Regions from separate parts of the Gossypium hirsutum genome. Here region 1 is linked to region 2. Evidence: chromatin contacts called from public Hi-C data. All regions are on one chromosome and are shown on one strand. The core of a region is the stretch at or near the end of the contact, and the rest is flanking DNA. Distances in the headings are between cores, read along the strand shown. Region 1 has its middle 50 kb from the start of LOC107890249. Region 2 holds the start of LOC107888953 (bromodomain and WD repeat-containing protein 1).

Region 1 (6,815 bases), core at 206-2,705, 150 kb after region 2:
TATTCAAGAACGTGAAGAATTTAAAAATACAATGATTAGGAACAAAAATGATTACCATATTCTTATTTTTCGACAACCATTTCATTTTAAGTTTTAGAACATAAGTTTGTCGGTGAAGAAGACATACCTGGACCCTCCATTGAATCCTCTTTTGTTTTCGTAGGTGAATAATTTTTTTTGATGATAATAGCTGTTTTAGTCATTGAAAAAGAAAACTAAAAAAATGGGGAGATGAATAGTTTTTTAACTAAGATTTAGGGTTTAAAATCTTTAATTAATTAAATTTATTTAATAAAAAATCTATTCTCATCCCATTAGAAAATTCAAGTTGGCACTTAAAATCTAGTTGGACTGCCACGTAGGATTACCATTAAGGAGATAACGAAACTTAACGGAAGAGTGATCACTTTGTAACAAATAACATAAGTGACTAAAACGTAATATTTCAAATATAAATGACTAAAATATAACATGAAACAAACAAAAGTGACTATTTTTTAATTTACCCAAATTTTAAACTCTTAATAGTTAATTGAATGATTTTTTTTTAAAAAAATAACTAAACTAAATTATTTTAATTAATTCAATCAAGAATTAATCGAAATTTATATATTTTTAATTTTTTTATTAAAATAAATATAAAATATATTAAAAAATTAACCGAATTAACAAGGTACTTTTCAGTCACTTCGTTAACTTTTGGCTTTTTTTTTCTCTTTTTTATTTTTAATTTGTGCCAATTGATTGTGGTTATTCAATATCAGAAGCTGCAGAAACAGTGAAGTGCATTGTTAGGAGTAAGTTTCAAACCTGAAAAGTTCATTCCAGGCCTTGTTATTCGTTTCATATAGGGGTTATTTGTGGATTTGTCAAAACCCACTAAAACCCTTTCCAAGAAGAAGAATTTCCTACCTGGAAAGCTTCAAGAACTAGACTTTAACAAGTCCTTAAAACGGTATGTTTTATTTTTTTGGCTTCTTTTTTTAAGCAATTAAAGCAATCAAAAGAGCAAAGACCCAATTCAAACCAGACATAATCAACAAAGAAGAGTAGGATAAAAATCAAAGACAATCAATAGAGAAAAGTAGGGGGGATTTAGTGACTTGGTGGTGGTGGACGTCGGACGGTAATGAATGTTTCGGGCTGTCGGGTTAGGGCGTCACTCGAAGATGATGGTGACTGGACGGCGGTGAGTGAAGGTGAACTCGAAGCCGGTGATTGTCGTTAGAAGGGATTTTGGGAGATTTCGGAGGATTTTCAATTTGGGGAGATGGGATTAGAGATTTAGGGTTATTGGGTTCAGGGATTTGAATTTCAGATAATTTTTAGTTTAGGGTTACTACAATGTTTAGTTCAAAGGGCGGTTGCCTGTAGATATTATTTTTTTTTTTGCTTTGAGGATGTTTAGGTTTTATTATTAAGTTATTAAATTACTTTTAGTTTAAAGAATTGGGTTGGGTTTATAAATTATATTGAATTGGGTTGCTGGTTGGGGCTTAGGTGGGTAGTGGGTAGTGGGTAGTGGACAGTGGGTTAATTGTTAATATAATATTAATTATTAAGTTCGGTTAATTCGATTAATTATCTGATTTTGAGTTGAATTAATCGTTATTCAAAATTTCAAAAAAAAATTTAACTGACTTCCGACTGAATTAAATTGGTTAACCGACTAATTAACTGAATTAAATCGATTCGATCAATTAATTTAGTTTTAATCGAAATTTAAACACCAAAATGCGAATCAAAATTCTGTTTTTATTTCTGTTGGTTGAACCAATGGAACAAATCGTATACCAAATTCGGTTGAAACTTGTTTTTCGTTTGCATGAAATTTCGGATATATTTCAGCCATTACCAACACTTAAAATTCATTATATCATACCTTTGGTATATTGTCTGACACCTCACTAAAAACTCTTTTAAAAGATTCATATAATTAAAAAATTTTAAAAATTGATTACATTTGATGAGATGTCGTTGTTGGAGCCTCGTTATGTTGTATGGCATAGCGGAAAAAAAAGCTTCCATCAATCACAAACCGCGAATTCATGTGCAAGAAAAATTCAAAAATATGCCTTTAAAATCTGGAAACATCACTGGCACAAAAGTGATTCCTCTGTTTATGTCCAACCCCGGCCACAATGTAAAATTTTGACGTCTGCTTGATCCACTTGAAAAAGCATGATTGGAAAATCTCTCAGAACCTTTTAGAAAGAAAACTACTTTTCGTTACAAGTCAAAGATAGTATTTTGGGTAAAAAGAAATTGAGATTAAACTTATCTTTTTATTCAAAACTACTTTTAATGGCCATTAACCACTAAGTGGAAAGATAAGGTATTATCTTTTTAAACCTCATTTTCTCCCTTACATAAGAAGATATCAATTTCAATTAAATCCTAACATAATCTCCTTACCCGAATTTTATTAAATATAATATTTAATATACTCGAAAAGGCATATTTATAAATTCAAATATGTATAGATTTTCACATTTATTTTAATTTAATCCTCTATACATAAGCATCAAGTGTATACATATATTATGATTAATTTTAACATTATAAAATTAACTTAATTATTACAATATTTCTATAATTAAATTAACTTTTATGACATATTAAATATAATCTCAATTTTCATTATATTCAGATCGTCTCAACTAAAGGGTGTGACTCTATAGAATCCTATAATGTTAGCAATAACATTAAAATAATTCTAATGTTACAAACAATGATGACATCTAGAAATGCGTCACTACTACCTAAGTTATAGGAAGTCGTGGTTCGATGTGGTCTTCTGTGATAATATTATATAGAATATCTTTTTGTCATTTATATCTTTGATTAAACACAAGTCATGGAATAGTCACATTTGTATAGCCCAATCTTTTATTTCTTGATTGTCGAGTAGACAAGATAAACAAATAAGTGTGAAATCTCATGTCAACTCATATGAGCATGACCATGCATTTCTAGTTTCAATCAATCAAAGGCATGAGATATTTCTCCCATTATGTAGGAGGGACAAATCCTTTCTTGATCACTCACATTCCACTATACAGATTATGGCACACCTAACATCAGCCTTTATAATACAACCATTTTCGGAAGACGTTTGACTGTGTCAAAGCATATGACTCACAATGTTGGAACAGGGATGATCTCAAGTCTAAGGATCATACAAACAACTATAACTATGAGAAATGTTATGATTATTACATAATAATCCAAGAAACATTTTCATAGCAAGTAAGTTCAGTATATTATTGTCTAAACCCACAATAATACTTGACTAAAGACATTTAAGAATGACCATATCATTCTCTAGACATTATCATTATATAGTTTACTTAAACACATAAATTATAACGGCAAGATTTTTAGTGGTACTGAAAAATGTGATTTCGGAACTCCATTCCCATAAGCCGAGTCCATAAATATTAAATATGAATATTTACAGAAATATTATAAAAATATATTAAAATTTTATCGAGCAAATTTGTCGATTAAATAGTTAATTTAGGCTCACGGACTAAATTTAAAAGTCTAATCACTATAAGTTTTTAAATTGGCCAAAGGTTCAGGGACCTAAATAACAATTAACCAAAGGTCCAAAATATTAATAAAACCATTTTCAAATAGGTGTTGGTGGATGATGATGATGGCATATTCCATTATATGTGATTAATGGATAAACTAAACTAATTAATTTAGCTTAATTAACAATTAATTAAATTATAAAAGTATCTCCCTAATTGGACTTGATAGAGGACATATTATTCTTTCAATTGGATTGCTCATTCCCGATTAGACTAAGAAAATATTTAGGTACGTCTACTAACATAAGTTGTCTTTTTGTATTATGATCTAACCACGTAATACCGCTTAGTATTAGTTTAAACGTTAGACAACCATTGAGCTAATATTTGCTTCTATTTTGCTTAGATACAAAAACCACATGATGGCAGTATACAAAAAAAATATTAATGTAATTCATGAATTATTTTATTAACCAATATGTTTGAAAAAATTACAAGTTTACAAACGAATATACTACACTTAAGGCACCAGATCCAACATTAATATAACTTATAGAGGAGAAAAGTGATTGTCTTATTCATGTATGATTGATATAGATTTATGATTCTCTAATTGAATATATCATTGTGATAAGTATAAGATAGTAATATAAATCGGTATGCTTAAGTAACATGCAAAATTTGATGATCTTGTACATTGTTTAAGCTCACCTTGTTGATATGTGAGTGCTATGTTCTAGAAAAAAAATGACAACTAAGGTACCATTTATACTTGCATAATAATAAGGTAAGTATAATATCTTTGATTTGAACTTACTAAGCATTCTTAGTGCTTACCTTAGTTATTTTCTCTCCCTTATAGATTGCCACCTTTTACAACTCGTTAAGGCAGATCATTTCAAAGCTCACACTATCACTGATTCAATAGTGATAAGTTTATTTTGGTTTAAGGTTGTGGTATATAAGGGTTCTTTAGCATGTACTTTGAGATTTGAAGTTGTTAACTAATTGATGAATGTGGTGATAATTGAATTTGAATGTTTGGCATAGTATATAACTTATAGATGCATATTTGGTCAGGTGGATGCTATGAAAATAGTAATCATGCTCTTGAATGGTTTGACATGTTAAGGTTTGAAATTGGAATATTTGAAATAACTAGATTGGTTGATGACTTGAAAGGGTAAGTTCAACTGTAACACCCACGCCCGACCCGATCTCCAGATCTGGATGTGGTATATCACAACATAAAACCAATCGAGTTTAACAAAAACACTTGAAAATTTTTCAAATGATCGAGGTCTTGGTGTAAACCTAATTATGACAAAGACAAAACAATCAAATTAGTAGTATGCCAAGTAAAAAATTTAGCAAAAGCCTTATATAAGTTGATAAATTATATAAATCTCAATTTGAATTATTTACCTTACAATAGTTTCAAGTGCATCATTGTCGATTAAAATAACATTCAAAACCATTTGACATATATGTCAAAAAGAAAATCTCATAAACTACAATTCCTTAGATTAAAATACATACTTCAATAGTTCACAAAAGTTCTTAAATAACAATATCCTAACCAAAAGTTACAAATCATTATACAAGCTGATTATAAAGCAGATCTACATGCCACCCCCAAAAAGGTCGTGCATGGTACAAAATTAAGCAGATGACTCACTAACAATATTTTTCTGGCATAGTCTCTTCAACAAAATATCTTCCTTCAATCAGCACGCCTGAAAAAGAAAGGATAATATAGTAAGTTCATACAAACTTAGTGAGTTCCATAAAGAAAACATAACTAACTTACAATAATATTATTGATGAACAAGCTTTTTAACTATAATGATACCCAACCTTTTAGAGAGATTCAACTGCATAAATCATAATACGCCCAATGGCATTCACAGAATATGGACACACTCGATACGCTAACTTAACATGACACATGGACGATTACTATCCACCAACTTAACTATAACTTTTACACAACCCATCCTCATGCCAACCTCATACCCAAAATTCAGATTCAGAATCGTATTGATCAGTCGTATTCATATGCACACACCCCCTTAATTCCTCATATCATTTATGTTTGGTCAAATATGTTTTCTCGTGATCTGTCAATTTGATTTGCAATATAGTTGCCTTACCTGAGGTATCACAAACATATTGATGGTACTGACTCGTGTAGTAAGAAGGGTGTTTAACATCGAAACATAAATAAACCATATCTACACTAATAATGTTGGTTGAACACCACAAGATCAAACACCACACATATATTGTTGAAACGGAACATTTACCTTACACAGTCCATACAATAATAGAATTTACCATACATAGAGGTAAGAATGAACTCACCAGAAAGTACAATAATCTACTTATCAGGTCATTTGCTCTTGTTGCTTAGACCTTCGTTAGCTTCTTGAGCTAAAAGAGAGACAAATACATCATCAGATCATCAAACTACTGAAATTTGACATGTATGCATGAAACAGTAACCCAATCGGTAGCATGTAACCCAAAATCAAGAAGTTTTCTTCCACAAGAACAATTCTAAAACCTATGCATGCATTACTGTAAACATGTAATTTACTTCAATAACGATCTAAAGGTTTACTAGAAATTACAAGTAATTTGGTGATAACAATGGTGTTAACTAAATGTTGGAACTTCTCGCTAATAACTTTAACTTAGAATTTCTAAAGCTTCAACGAATATGCAAGAAAGAAGAAGAAGAAATAGAAGTAAAATGTACAAACATGCTAGCCTGATGTCTTTATATAGAAGAGGCAACTATGAACAAAACTTACTGGAAGTTAAAGGATCCCACGATTGTAGTGACGTAAAAATTTTAGCTTAGCTTGGCCGCTAATTGTGGTGATTTATTGAAAATTTGAAAACTTGAAGTTTGATTTTAAAAATAAACAGGGAGTCACCACCGATCCTTTTTATTAGGTGTGACCGGACACCTGTTAGACTTCTTTTAAAACAAATAAAAGGGTGAGTTTAGGTCTACATTAAAAGCCAGAGAAAAATTAGGGTTCGAGAGTCGGTTACGCGTGAGGAAGGTATTAGCACCCTCGCGACGCCCAAAAATTGGTATCTCATAAACACAGGTTGTCTTGATTTTTAAAAATACGGGTTCAATGTAAAATTTAGTCGTGATCCGATTAAAAAACAAGAAATTTTAGTTTATTCCGTTTTTCTTTTAGAAGGGTATATCGCTTTAACACGGGTCAATTGACGTTCACCCAACATAGCGATGAACTC
Region 2 (7,669 bases), core at 2,836-5,335:
TTGATGAAACAGAACAACCACTGCAATTTAAGGCAGTAACGTAAATTGAAATTATAATTCTATTAATAAAATTACTGAGCAATAGAGTATGATAAACAGACCTGAATTGCACATAATTTACATCATTCTCATGTCCAGATAACACGTCAATCTCATGATTTGGTTGATCTGAATCATCAGTGTTGGGTTTACAAGCAACCCACACCTGCAAATGATAGAGAAATATGACATTCTACACCTAAACTAGTACAAAAATAAAAGAGGTCATAAAGCAGGACAAAATCTTGGAATAGGAACTCATACCCTAGCTAAAGTGTCTGAGCTACCAGTGACGAAGACAGTTCCATTAGCATTGAAAGCACAACAAAAAATTTGATGGCTCTGTTGCCCAGAAGTTGAAGATGAACCACTGTTCTTTCCTGCAACCATTTTAGTATTGCTATGTAAAATCCGTCCATCAAGAAGCATTAAAGTTACGGATACAAAGGTAACAAACCAGCTAAAGAATCTGAAGGCTTTGGAACGTATATCCGAGGACGGATTTCGGCATTCCTAGCATCCCATATCCTACATGTCCCATCATCAGATGACCTACATAGTTTCAGGAAACCCTACATTTTAATTTCAAAGCAAACAGAAACCATGTACCAAAAGCTAACATCAATCTAATATCAACCACAGAGTGAAGGACTTAAAGATTTAGGGTAATACCAAAAAACAATCATATAATCACCAAAATCAGTAAGGAGAAATAAACCATGCGGGTAATACCTATAAAACTAAAAATATTAGAAAGTATCTTCTGTACGCCTCTGTCGAGTTTTTTTTTTTTTTTTTTTTTGGAGGGGGGTTGGGGGGAGCCATAGTTGGCAATTTCAACTTGTATTATATGACATTGTAGGGCCAACTACTATTTACTTAATTTCTAGGTGAGGGGACAAGATGACAGAATTTGGCAGTTTTGACAATTAGGAATCAGTCTTACGATAGAAGCTGATATACAGAGCCTGGCCTAGGGCTAAAAGCAATGGCAGTAACAGCTCCGGTATGTCCTCGCAGAACTGAAATTGGTTGCCCATCTGGCAAGTGCCACTGTCAGCAAGCAGGAAACAAAATAACAATCATTGAATAAAAATATAATATTCTTGAGCAGGAAGAGAAACAAGAATCAGTAAGATGCAGGAAAGCTTACAACACGAATAATACAGTCATTCGAAGCAGACGCCACCATAAAATTATTGGAACTGACAGCCAGGTCAGTTATGTCACCCTTTCATCCAAACAGAAATAATGTAACGTGTAACTAAAAGAAACCACAGATAGGAAAATAAATAAAAACTAAAATTTGCAAGAAGTGCATTATAGCTCATAAAACTCACTTCATGTCCACGGCAGCTAGCTAAGCAATATGCAGTCTCCATAGACCAGATTTTCACAAGACGGTCATCAGAACCAGTAATGACATACCTCCCAGATCGATCAAATATTGCTGCAATTTGCATACAGTAAAAAGAAAACAAACTCAAGTTCATGATGCCAAGAAAAATCTTGTCAAGTTGGAGCTTTTGAGTGAAAGTGGTAACTGCTCAAAACGTTCAAATACAGAAAGAAAAGCAGGAGAGACCACAGAAAAGCTAGAACCCATAAAAAAGCGTAGGAAAGGAATCTTTAATGAGCTCACAAGTATATCAACATAATACCTTCTCTGCAAGTGTGCCTATATATATATATATATTTTTTTTTGGGGGGGGGGGGGGGGAGGGGATGGGTTAACAAGCATGCATGCTTAATTTATGACAAACAAATAGCCTAATTAACACCAAATCTGAAGCACATGGTATGAAGGTTACTCAGCAATAAAGAATTATGCATGGCTCAAACTGCAAATATGAAGACAAAGATATACCACAATAGACAGCATTCCGGTGCCCTCGCAACCTCTTGATATTTTGCATCTTCTGCACCATAGTTGATGGTTTTGCAATGGCATAACATGCTGCACGAATAGATGGGGACCGATGATGTCTTGTGAAACCACCCCCAATTTCCCTTAAACCCAGCCCACGAACCTGATCTGCATGCATATGAGGCCAACGCATATGAACAGGAGGACGTTTGGCTTCACTTTTTCCTTTGTTGTCATCATCTGAGAGAAGATGAAAATCAAATTTAAGAATAACTTAAAATTTGAGGCAGAATAAAATTCCTGAAAAGAAAATTGGAAGAATGGGCAAGAGAAGTTCTTTTATAATCCATTGAAGTAGTATCTCAAAAACCAAAAAATAATGAGGACTTGATATTTTTGTTCTAATAAAGTTCCAAGTTTAAAGCGCAAAGGAATATGTTTCATGGCTGAAAAAAAGCCACCTACAGCTCAAAAGAGAAAAGGGCCCCGTTCCTAAAAGAGTGGGGACATCAGCAGCATTTGGAGTGTGTCTTGCACTTTTGTCTTTGGATTGGGAGGGTGCAGTTAATAACAACTGCTTCAAAAGCTTTATCAAGTGATCTTTTTCAATGTGAGGATTCCTACAAAAGCATAAATGGCACAAGAAACAAGTCAAACTTTTTCATAAAATGCTGCATGAAACTCATAAAGTGTCTGTTGCTACTTAGTTATAAAATAAGTTGCCTTTGTCATTTGAAACACCATACACATAGCCTGCTATTCAATAGACATCTTATGTGCTATTCAATAGACATCTTATGATCACGTTAAACAAAACTAAAAGCTAATATCATACCTCTCCACCAACTGAGCATAACTTAAAGGGAATGACAAGCCATCATCATTTTCATGACCACTATCTTCCCCTTTCCTTGAATACCAAGCATGATACCTTCTAGGTAGAAGTTGATTTTCAAGCAATTCATTCCAAAACTGTCCACATGTTCTTTTACAAGGACCAGTTGAAAGGAAATGCATAATCAAAAAGTAAACTTCCCTGAGATCAACATCTACGTTATGCTTCTTAGAATCATCTGTCTCTCCATCTGCAAGTTGAGCTCGCACCTTAGTGGAAAAACTCAATGGCTTCATCCTAACAGAAGGAGAATCACTGGAGGGAACATATTTCTGGAGAGCCATATAACCTGCACATTAGAATAATAAAATCAACAGAATAACATGCGATAAGTTCGATCTTATTCACACATGGAAACAATACATCAAAAACAAAACTGCAATGACATTTATAACCAAACCATCCTTTCAGTCCAACGCAAAACTACTGTAAAAAATCTAGAAGAGGGAAAACCTAAGATCTCAGCACAAACACGAAAACCCTCCAAACCCCAAGTTGAACATATACAAAATATAACAGCAAAGTGACTTTCAGCTTCTCTCAATAGATACCTCAATTTAGGAATTCACTTCAAATTCGTTCAATATCAAAGCATAAACATTTAAAATTCGCAAAAATACCTTCAGAGCGTACCAGGTGGATTAACCGGATGGGCAGTCACCGGAAACACGAAAATCTCTACCGCGCATTTGGAAATCCACAATGCAAAGGCCCGCAACAACAAGAACAGATCAAAAACCCTAAATTCAAAAGATTTCCACTGCTAACAATCAATAACAATAAATTCTTAACTAAAAAAGAAAACCAAAAAAAACTACCAAATTCGACATTCAGTGCGATGCACGCACAAAGAACTTGCAGCCAAAATAACTAAAATAAATTGAATTTTGAAAAAAAATAACAAGGAAAAAATATAGAAAAACAAGAAGTGGTATATAAGAAAGATTACCTTCAATGCATAAGATTCTTTTCAGGAGCAAAACGACGCGTTTTGGAGGTTTCAGTGTTATCTTCTTCAACTTAAAAGGAAGGATTTAAAGTGGGAATGGGGATCGAGTGAAGAAAAAATAATAGCTAAAATTTTAATTTCAATAACAATGGAGAAAATTTCGAAAGGAAGATAGCGAGTGAGGGACACGCGCGAAATGACGAATATTTATTTTGAAAATTCTAGGAAGGTAGCTTCTGTGTGTTTGTGTTTTTCTGTTTGGGGGTTTAAGAGAGAGAAAAAATAAACGAAGGGATTTCTCGAGATAAAAGGAGGAAGAGAAAACAAAGAAGATGAGAGAACCGAGGATTCAACGCAGCGTTTTTATATCTTTTACGATGCTCACTTACGCGCGTGAAAGGTAGCGCGTGTTTTGACGATATCTCTGAGAAAGCGGCGCCGTTTTATGGGCTCCGCTGGGCTGGGTTTTTGGTTTTTCTGGCTATTTGAGGTGCGCTTGTTTGTACTTAAAAGATGACAAGCCCACAAATCAGTGGGACCCTATTGGCTTTGGTTTTTGTCTTAATTGCAGCTCCTGTTACCTGTAGAATTTTGGGAAAATTAGCCATATGTACCACTTTTAAAACGAAGCTAGCAAATTAGGCTGATTTTTTTCTAATTTAGGGAAATAGATTGATTTTGAAGAAAATAGCTGAAAATGCCTATTGTTGGAAATATTGGCGTTTTCAGTTTCTCTTTCTTGCCACATTAGCATAATTATTTTTATTTTTTTAATTTAATTTTTTTATTAATTTTTAAAGGGATAAATATTAAAATTATAAATGAACTTTAATTCAATGTATAATATCATACATGAACTTTGATTTTGTACTATTATTTACATGAAATTTTGATTTGATTCAGTTTTCACAAATCACTAACACCGTTATTGAATTAGCATCATTTTACGTTGATATATTGTACATACAAATAATAAATGAATCTAGTATGAAAATAAATGTACCTATTTATTTTTTTAAATGTGTACAATTGAATCAAAATTAAAATTTTATATATACATACAAACTCTAATTTAAGTTTAATAGATATAATTGTACCAAATTAAAATTTATGATCAAATTACACATTGATACGAAGTTGATGAATATTTATCCCAACAAATCATTTGAATATATCAAATTCAAGGTTGATATAATTTTTATTTAGAAAATTTAAACTGCAAACTTCTAGCATAAAAATTTACTAAAGTTATTAGGATTTGAATTCTAAATTAGATGTTATTTTTTAATTATTAACTTTTATGATATAATATATATTATTTTTTATTATTATAAGAAAAGGAGACATTCTTTTTTTCTTAAACTAAAATAAATCCAACATATTTAAGTTGATTTCGGAAAAAACGATTAAGCTTATAAATTTTAATTCAAATTAATTCAATTATTTACAATATTCAAAAATGAAAAATATAAAAGACAACATGTTCGATTGAAAATTTTAAAAATGATTTTTGAAAAATAAAATATGTAAAATTGAGAAAATAAAAAATTTATTTTCATTATTTTCACTAAAAATAATTTATAAAACAAAAAATAAAAACAAATGATTGAATTAAGATCATATAAGCAAGTAAATATATTTTTTTCAACAAATTTTTAAATATTAAATATGATGCTTTAGTTGGAATCCAAAGGTTAAAAATTTTAAATTAAAAAAAAAAGGTCAAAAACGGTTATATTGATGTGGCACGGGGGAGAAGTTGAAAATCTTGAACTAACATGGGATGAAAACGCCTCTTGTAAGAGGTTAAGTTTCTGATAATGCTCTAGAATAACGTATTTTTATGTATTAATCATGTGTTTATTCTGAGCTTGATCCTACTAATTTAAGCTATTTATGTCTTTTTATCTTTTAGGAACTGATTTGGAGGCAAAAGCAAAATTAAGGGACAAAAGTGCGAATTTGGAGACACATTGGGCTGATATGCGACACAAGGACTAAAAACGCAAAAAGACGAGATTTTATTTTATAAGACTCCATTTTATTTATATTAGGATAATTAAATATTAAGATAATTATTATGATTATTCAAATTTAGGATTTTATTTCAATTATCTTTATTTATCTTTAATTAAATGTATTTATCTTTTTAGAATTTAAGTTCAATTAGACTATCTTCCTAGCACTATAAATAAGGGGTGAAGTGACTCTATTTGTATTCATCTTTCTCTCCCCCTGAAAGTCTAGGCTTTTGTTTCTTCATATTTTCTTTCAATAAAATTCCTTTTTCTATTTTTATATTTATTTTTTTTCCACCATTATTATGAGCCACTAAAATCTATCTAGCCGAAAGTTGTCAATATTCTCCAAAAAGGGTTCTTGAGGCCTAGAATCCGTACTTAGCCTTCTAGTCAAGTATTCATCGTTTCTCCGCACTACGGGCTGACGCTTCCGTCCATGGCCCTTAAGAAGTAAGCTTTTTAGCATATGCAAAGGCGGCCGCTTTGTATGTTTTGGAAGGATTGGATAGTCGGTTCGTTAACTTACTGCGTCAGAGGTTGGCGAGCCAAAGAGACAAAATGGCATGGGATTCGCCATTGAGAAGCGTTGATCTAGCATAGATTACTGGCTAGAGTCAGGTTCCCTAAAAATCGTAAGTCTAATCTTTGGAGCTGGTGGTCGTAGGCGTCCTCTTCCACTATAACTGGCTTACTTGAGTTGAGAAGGGTCATTTAAAAGCCAAGGATCGAACCCAAGGCGGAATGAGACAATTGGAGGCTGGAATTTATCAATAAGAATTTCTTTTCCTTTAACTCTCTTTATTATTTTTATTATTTTCGTAATCATAATTTCAGTCAACTTTAGATTCTGTTTTTCATTCTTTTCCAAATCAAATCTTTAATTCTGTTATTTTTATTTTTTTCTGCCACGCAGGTTTTTTTGGGCACGATTCTGCCCAGAATTTCGAGAAACAAGCATTCGTATAATCCGATCCCTGAGGATTCGACCCTACTTCCCCTTTACTGTTCTTTTTCATTATTTTACAGGGAATAGGATATTTTTGGTGCTCTCAACAACGCATCAGTTTCTCTCTTCAAAATTGACCTATTTTCTTAAATTTGAAAAAAATCAACCTAATTTGCTAAATTCGTTTTAAATATGGCATATATGCCTAATTTTCACTATTATTTTTCCGAAGTTTTTTTAAGTTTTTAATGATTTTGGATTTAGGGTACCTTAACTATTGAGGTCGGAAAGTTAATGTGAAAAAGCACTTCAAAAAAGGGTTAAATATAAAATTAGTATTCGAACTTATCAACTTCTCCCAAATTGGTATTTTATGGTTTTTTTTCCCAGATTGGTACCCGAACTTTTTTCTGTCAACTAAATTGATACCCAAGTCTAACGCCGTTAATTTTTTGCTGACGTGACAACGCTGGCCAATCGCACGTTACCACGTAGTGTCCTCTTGTACCTTTTTTTCTTTTTATTTTATTTTTTATTTTCTAGTTTTCCTTATTCTTTTTTTTAGGGGGGTTGCTTCTACTTCATCTTTCTTCTTTCTTTCTTTTGTCAACCCCCTCCCAAATTTTCCCTCACTTTCCAGCATCTAATCCCCACCATCAACCAACCCCCACATCTCTTAAACCCCTTTGGTTTTCCTCTCCTGCCATCATCAACCAATCCCCACCTCTTAAATTTTAACGTCATATTTGTTATATCCTCAATCATGTTTTAATTTTTTATTTAATTTTTCAGTTTATTTTATAATTTAATGGTGGAAGATGAGTTTTCCGTGCAAGACATGAGCTTTTACAATACTATTCCGTTAATAAATAGTTTCTGTTTATATGTTGATGTTAAGCAAAATCCAAGCTTAACCCAAATTGCAATATATTTTTTTACACTCATAAACTGA

The links. Hi-C and Micro-C count contacts between places; a contact is called where the count stands out from the background.
Region 1: a contact with region 2 is called in a Hi-C map of leaf, with 2.0 times the contacts expected there. The contact joins the enhancer-like site here to the promoter of LOC107888953 in region 2. A contact is called at or near these places in 11 of 34 Hi-C or Micro-C datasets (cotyledon, hypocotyl, leaf and 2 more).

The regions. Positions count from the first base shown.
Region 1 is chrA09:57,272,931-57,279,745 of Gossypium_hirsutum_v2.1, forward strand. No RefSeq gene overlaps it. Among protein-coding and RNA genes, the nearest start is that of LOC107890249, 50 kb to the right of the region's middle. Within about 2 kb of position 1,456, at least 8 of the 9 cell types and tissues checked have an H3K27ac peak or open chromatin away from gene starts, as enhancers often do. A contact at or near this core is called in cotyledon, hypocotyl, leaf and 1 more, where this site is marked.
Region 2 is chrA09:57,115,370-57,123,038 of Gossypium_hirsutum_v2.1, forward strand. It overlaps LOC107888953 (bromodomain and WD repeat-containing protein 1), which reads right to left and starts at 4,086. Exons shown (of 25, transcript XM_041077734.1): 1 at 3,751-4,086; 2 at 3,422-3,541; 3 at 2,742-3,090; 4 at 2,372-2,526; 5 at 1,907-2,146; 6 at 1,380-1,489; 7 at 1,193-1,270; 8 at 986-1,092; 9 at 497-591; 10 at 304-419; 11 at 102-205; 12 at 1-20. The coding sequence starts at 3,085.